2 separate regions of the Zea mays genome follow, and region 1 is linked to region 2. A link is a contact called in public Hi-C data. All regions are on one chromosome and are shown on one strand. Each heading gives the region's core, a stretch centred on a gene start, on an enhancer-like site or on the middle of the called end of the contact. The rest is flanking DNA. Distances are from core to core; before and after follow the strand shown. Region 1 holds the start of LOC100277310. Region 2 holds the start of LOC103638686.

Region 1 (3,441 bases), core at 839-3,338, 150 kb before region 2:
ATGGCTTATTGCTTCCTAGCAGACTTTCATACGTTGTGTTCCAACTGTACACCATTAAAAGAAAATTGCAGATTATGGAGGAAATCAAATAACATAATGTTATTTTGGTTCACAATAGAAAACTTAAGGGAACGCACTCGTTAAGGTGTGATAGAAGAAAATCACAAAATATTCACCTCAACTTTGGTTCTCGAGGCTGTTGAGATCTAGAGTGGCGTTTTTTGCTTCCAACCCACTGTTGTCTGGTCTGGTTCCAGAGCATAAGACCTGAAAAATAGGCAGTATGGAAATTCAAATAAGATGTACAAAGAACGAGAATAAATGAAAAACATTCACCACTTACTAATGGCACACTTAGCATGCTACAAAGTAGAGTTCCCTCTTCTTTTTTGAAAAGAAAACACTACAGATTGGTTTAGTCATCAATATTTTTAAGGAATCTTGCTAGATCATTGTAGTTGTGGATTTATTGTCACTCAGCTGTCTATGAACTATATTGTAAGTGTATCATGCCGACACCATTGATGTTTTTGCTGATTTACATAAACATGTTCCCACAGATGCATTTGCAGAATCTGAGAATCGTCCCAGGCCAAATTTGAAACTGTTCAGGATTTGAACATTAAGACATCTAGAACAGAGAAGTGTACTTCAAGTCTTCAACAAGATACAGGCTTTTCCTGAATTGGTGGTTTACGTCATTGGCTTTCCACAAATTCGTATGCATAATTATCGAATGTCAACCTTGAGACTGATAAGGATTAGAACATAAAGCAAAGACCTTATCTCAATCATAGTTTGTAATTTTTACTGAGAAGTTAGAATCTCAACCACTATATATTCAAGGCCACAAACATTGGACATTTAAACTCAGGTTTCCGTTCACATCCATGATGGAGCTACAATAATCAGTAAGAGACTTAACTATTTGACAGTATATGGCACTAACAGGATGGATCAATAAGGCAAAGAGGAAACGAAATGGATGAATTCACCTTGATTCATAAACTCATTCGGGTTGCTGCTACTTCCTGCCGTATGCTGATCGCTGGACTGAGCCAACGTGCTGATCGAAGACATGCTCCTCTGCGATTGGATCCCGCTGTTCTCCATCTCATGCGCACTCGTGCTCCAAAAGTCCTCCGAGAGGCTAGCCTTCCTTACTGATCGCCCCTGGATCCTCAACCGCTTGGAAGGCTCGTCTACTGCTATTATTGGAGTTGGCTTAGCACAGCATCCAAAGCAACCTCTGCTCTGTAGCAAACCAGGATCGACCAGTGACTGATTAGCACCAGTATTCAAGATCCCAGATAAGCTGTGATGCACTCTATCTCGTATTACAAATTACAGAAGAGAAAAGGCCAAAGTTATGACCATTTCTGACCCGATAGATGGTGACCGGATAGATGGTTGCAGTAAAATATCGAGCAACTATCACTCAGTGAACTCAGCAGCTAAAGACTGAACATTTTCCAAACAGAGGCCTAGTACCAAAGTCAGACTAAAATGCATCTATTTTATACCGGAAATAGACCAGGCAGATTAAATAAACAACAGGAAGATACTACAACGAACGCGACGGACTCAACTGGCTCGACTCAACAGGAAAAGTGAGACCAAATGGATAAACGAAACCAGCCTACCAATCAGAATCATTATAGCCACTCTAAAATATCGAAAACAGCGCAGTCTGAATCAGGGAGCAGCGAGCATATATGGGCCACGAACAGAAGCTATAGAAGTCTAGGACCTCGCTACCGCAAGCGGGGATCCCAATCCCCACGAGCCTCGCGGCCACTACTACACCGTGACGTGTGCCGGAGGATCACGAGAGGATGGGATGGGGGAGGGCAGGGCGGCGGGGCGCAGGCACGCACGACGCACCCCATGCAAGCGACGAGGCGGCGCACCCAGGTGGAGAGGGTCCTGCAGCTCAGCAGCATAGCATCCGGGCCCGGTGCGCGGGGGCCGGTGCCGCGTCGGAGGGAGAGGCCGGCGGTGAAGCGAACCCTAACCCCCCGGCCCCTAGGGCGAGAGGGGAGACGGGACGGGGAGGGAGGAATCGGAATGGGATTCTGCCGTGGACCGGTGTCAGGCTGGGATTGGGGGAGGGGGTTAGGAATCTACTAGGAGCCGGAGGGAGGATTCAGCTGAGGCAGAGGCGTTCGTTACCTGCCCATGCTGCCACTTGACATGATGATGCTGAGTGGCCGGGACGAGGCATTTCGAAAAATACTTGGCTTCGCGTCCCAGAAAATTCGACGGTTCCTCTGGCCGCGTTACATAGGTTCTGGTATTGGAATTATTAGAAACTATTTTTAGTCATAGAATATCCTGTTCAGTTCGTGTATGTAAATACTAATAAAGAAATTTCGAAGAGGGAATTCATATATTGGTGTGAACAGCCATTTTAATCGAGCTAAAGTTTACCTGAGTCTATCCTATAGAGAATCAAAATACTCCAGCTAAAGTTTAGCCTTAAAATCTTAGCTAGCTAAACTTTAGTGGTATGGATTTAAACAGATCTATCTTAAATCCTAATTTTCACTCGATTATGATTCATCAATTTGGAAAGAAAACTTTTGGCCGGAGGTCTACATTCGATGGAAATTGTTTGTTTCAGTCTGTCAGTGTGGATCAAAAGCTTTGATGGACTCTGCATCAATGAACGACAAGCAGAAGAATGGGTAAGAGATGAAACATAAACATGATTGGACCTTGTTTGAACATAACGAGAAGTAGGTTACGAATGAGGAAGAAAAGAAAGAAGTACAAGATACTTCTCCCGTACTAAAAGTGAAAAGACTTTGATGTTGTTTAGAGGAGTTGAATGCAAAAAATGAGATATAAAAACAATCAAAACTATAAGCGGCAGCGCTGCTTGACACCTAGCACTGCCGCATCGTGGCACTGTGGACAATTGCACAACACTACCGCGCAGAGGCTAACTAGGTCTGATAATATTGAATTATTTTAATATGAGGCTGAGTCTAGTACTTTAGCAGAAAACTTAAAGACTATCTAGGATAACAATTTATATAAGAGACAAGATGATATGAACTAATAAAAAAACACTCAACGGTAAGGACACATCAAAATATGTATATTTAAAATAAAACTCAAAAGTGTTGTTAAAAAACTGTTCGACACTGCCGCGCTAACCCATGCACTGTCGCTCGATGCAGAATATCCAACAACAGCTACACATGTAGGCAATACTTAGATATGAACTTGGTAATGTTATGTGGCAATTCCACTAAGTACCTATATCTCATAAGCATGCATAACCAAGTTGTTGACGCCTTTTTGAGGGCCAAACACCCAATAAGAACCGTGGCGGTGCCCTCTACACAGGAGCGGACGGTCCGCGGCCTGGTGCGAGGCGCGGCGGTGCTCTCTGCACAGGGGCGGACGGTCCGCGCGCAGGGTCGGACGGTCTAT
Region 2 (3,324 bases), core at 247-2,746:
ACTGGTGTGGTGCAGCTGCATCTAAGCGTGTAAAATACCATGTTTGTTTGGTTCGCTGTACACGTTGAGACTGGCTGACACGAAACTTAAAGCACCTCAGGCTCGCGGGAAACGCCCCGCGCCGCCGTACGCGCGCGTGCATGTCTGAGCGCGCGGCTGGTTAGCTAGTATTTAGTCATGCACGTGAATCGAGACACATTGTTTTTGTTTTTCTAGTATATCTTTTAATTACAAGATTTAACTACCAAACCGATTTCGTATTTGTGTTCCTGACATTTTTGCGAACAGAACTAGTCCGCTCATACCATATGTATATTTCAAATAAAAAAATGCATGGTTAAGGTTAACATATAATTAATGTTTCTTAGCATTTAATTAGTGTCTATTAAACATTTTAACAAATAGTTAGTGTCTATTAGTAGATTTTTTTCATTAATTTAATATTTTTATAACTCATGCAGCAAGTATTCACTCACTCGTGAATTAAGCTGGACACGTACAGATAACCAAACACATAGAGCACTGTATGCACTTAGGGCCCGTTCGGTTATCCAGGATTGGACCCAGAATTATTCCGTCTGATAAAATCTTATATTAAATAGGTAAACAATCCAGACAGGAATAGTTCCATGCCACCGTTCCTGAGCAACCGAACAGCCCCTTGCCCAGTCCAACCAGAGTCTCACCACATACGAGCCATGATTGACCATACAAGCAACCAAGCGCCCCCATAGATATTATAGATACGTGTCATGTCTGAATAGATGTATAGTAGGAAATGGTTACCGTATAATTTTTGAGACTTTGGAGCAAAAAAAACTGAAGTAAAAATATCGGGGACGGCGATGAGTTTTTTTTGTAGCAAACTAGTAAAACTCTGCGTGGCAGCCAAATTTTGGTGGTCACGAACCAAAAGGGGCTAAGGAAAACAGTGGCCACACGGAGCCTCCCTTCCGCGGCGGTGGCGATGGCCACCCACACGGCAGCGACGACAAGTGTCCCAACAGCGACGGCTCCTGAGGTACGCTCGATCGAGGACGGGCGGCGTGATAAGGGTGGTAATGGATTGTGATCCATATGGTTCTTCACAAAATGTCAAGGCCCTAAATAAATTATAGTTCAAAAATGACTAGAAATAAAGCCCGATCCTAATCCGACTTGATCCTTAAATCTTATAGTGCAAAATTTACAGCCCATTGTCAGCCCGCCGGCGTCGCACTCGCGCGTCTCACGTCAGCGCAAGCTAGTAGTTAGTGCATAGTACATTAGAGGACGGCGGGTGGGGGTGGGGGTGGGGGCTGCGGAGCGCGGAGAAAGCGAGAGCACGGGGCGGCGGGTGTCGTTTTCCTCGCTGGCGTCGCTCGCCTGCTGGTGCCCGTGCCCCGGCGCTTTTGCTTTGCTCAGCACAGCAGGCGGCGTGCCCGTCGTCTGCTCCTCCGCGCCCGCCCCATTCGCTGGACACGCCGGTCGGCCATGTTCGCCTCCTCGCCCGGCAACAATCATGGCGCCGCTGATGCATGCCTTCCTTTCCTTCCTTCCTGTGCGGATCTCGGTCTCCGAGTGGATAAGCACACAACAAGCTAGGGCGCACATGTGCCTGCGACGTTACCTGTAGCATCAGCAGCGTCAGGTTGTTGATTCGCTAAGCTGCCCTGCCCCACATATGGATTTCCCCACCCAGACCGGACCGGACCGGACCAGGGGTAATTTAACACTTTATTTGGGCAGACAGACAGGAGAGACGCTACTTGTTGCTGTCCATTATGGTATGGATGGTCTGCGTGCGTGCCGGCCGGCTGCACCAGTTGCGTGTATGCAATTGCAATGCAAGCAATACACCCAGCATGGACGCTTGGACGGACGGACGGAAACCGACGGATGGTACCGACTACCGAGCGGTTGGTTAGCCCGTCCTCCCTCTTCCTCTTCCTCCTCCTTTTGCACTTGGACCTTAGCCGTTACCCGTTACCCGTTATAAATAAATAATAGAGCGGCGTGCTGCGTGCGCCACTGCAAGACTCTTCTGCTACGGTGCTCGCTTCTCTGTCTCGGTCGGCGGACTCTGTCGCTCCTCCTCCTAGCGCGAGCGAGCGAGCTAGCTCACCTACTCTGTGGCTGGACCTCGCGCGCGGGATGGCGCCGTCGTCCTCGCCCTCGCCTTCGGCGGCCGGCTCCCACGCGGGCCTCGCCATCGCGGCCACCGCCATGGCGCTCTCCGGCACGCTCGTCCTCTACTCCCTGTGCCGCGCGAAGCAGCAGCGCCTGGTGCTCCCCTCCTCTTCCTCCGACGACGCCCCGTCCCCTCGCCCTCGGCTCCGCCCGTGCCTCTCCTCGTCCGGTAATTAAGCGCGCAGCGAGCCGTTCCCCTTCTTTCCTCGTCCCTTGCTCTGTCTGCCGCGTGCGTGCGTTGCTTGATTCTGGAATCTATGTTCTTAACGGCGGCGGCGGCTCGTTCCCGTTGCAGAGAAGCGCAAGAAGAAGAAGCGGGAGATGGCGCGCCGCGGCAGCCAGAAGCGGGTGCGCTTCGCGGACGACGTCGTGGGCAGGGACAATGCCGCCTCCGCCGCCGCCGCCGCGCCAAGGGAGGAGGCCGAGCCGTCGTGCGCCGCAGCGCTCAGGACGCCCATGCCGGCCAACCGGGAGGCGCTGTACCGCGGCATGCTCCGCGGCCGCTCCATGCTCAGGGTCGCCTGCTCCTACTAGCTAGCTACAGTAGCACCACCGTGCCGGCCCCGACGTAACCCGCTCCACTCCATTAATCTGTGTGTGTGTGTGTCTCTCTCTCTATCTCTTGTGTACGTTGCGTGCTGCCAACTAGTGGCGCCGCCGGCCAGTTAATCCGGGCCTAGCTAGCTCTCTCCCTCGCCCATTGCCGGGAAAGTTTTGTAATTAATTAGTGGCCGTCCCGCGAGGGAGCTTGTGGTCCGCGCGTGCGTCTTGGTACGTGCTGTGTTGTCTGCTGGTTAGCTTCCTTTTCTTCCTTTCTTTCTTGTACATTAACACGTCCTGAGTGATGAGCAGCGAACGATTCCTCGCTGTCAACGCTTCCATCCATCCGTCTTGCTTTCACTGCTTGCGCAACATGCTTGGCGGATAGCTAGATCTTTTCGGTTTTCTCCGCGACTGACGAGGTGCCGGCGCGGTTTCTACTGCGCGCTTGCGCAACATGTCCGGCACTGCAGCTTTGCATTTTGTTTATGCGGAAGGAGAGAGATAACCGCGGGTGGAGTAGGGGTCCCCGTCCGGACTCATGGCTGGCTGTGGGAGCTCGAGCGCGGCGGCGGGCGGACGGGGGGCGATCGGGATAGGAAGCGTACTCCACCG

Evidence for each region. A called contact is a pair of places that touch in the nucleus more often than the background predicts.
Region 1: a contact with region 2 is called in a Hi-C map of leaf, with 8 times the contacts expected there. The contact joins the promoter of LOC100277310 here to the promoter of LOC103638686 in region 2. A contact is called at or near these places in 14 of 25 Hi-C or Micro-C datasets (bundle sheath, ear, endosperm and 3 more) and 2 of 3 datasets of contacts at active chromatin or transcription factors (leaf and seedling).

The regions. Positions count from the first base shown.
Region 1 is chr9:95,300,699-95,304,139 of Zm-B73-REFERENCE-NAM-5.0, reverse strand. LOC100277310 reads right to left here and starts at 2,088. Exons shown (of 5, transcript NM_001407256.1): 1 at 1,885-2,088; 2 at 996-1,249; 3 at 177-267; 4 at 1-44. The coding sequence starts at 1,943.
Region 2 is chr9:95,147,820-95,151,143 of Zm-B73-REFERENCE-NAM-5.0, reverse strand. It overlaps LOC103638686, which reads left to right and starts at 1,496. Exons shown (of 3, transcript XM_008661527.4): 1 at 1,496-1,898; 2 at 1,990-2,338; 3 at 2,465-3,054. The coding sequence starts at 1,764. The coding sequence ends at 2,703.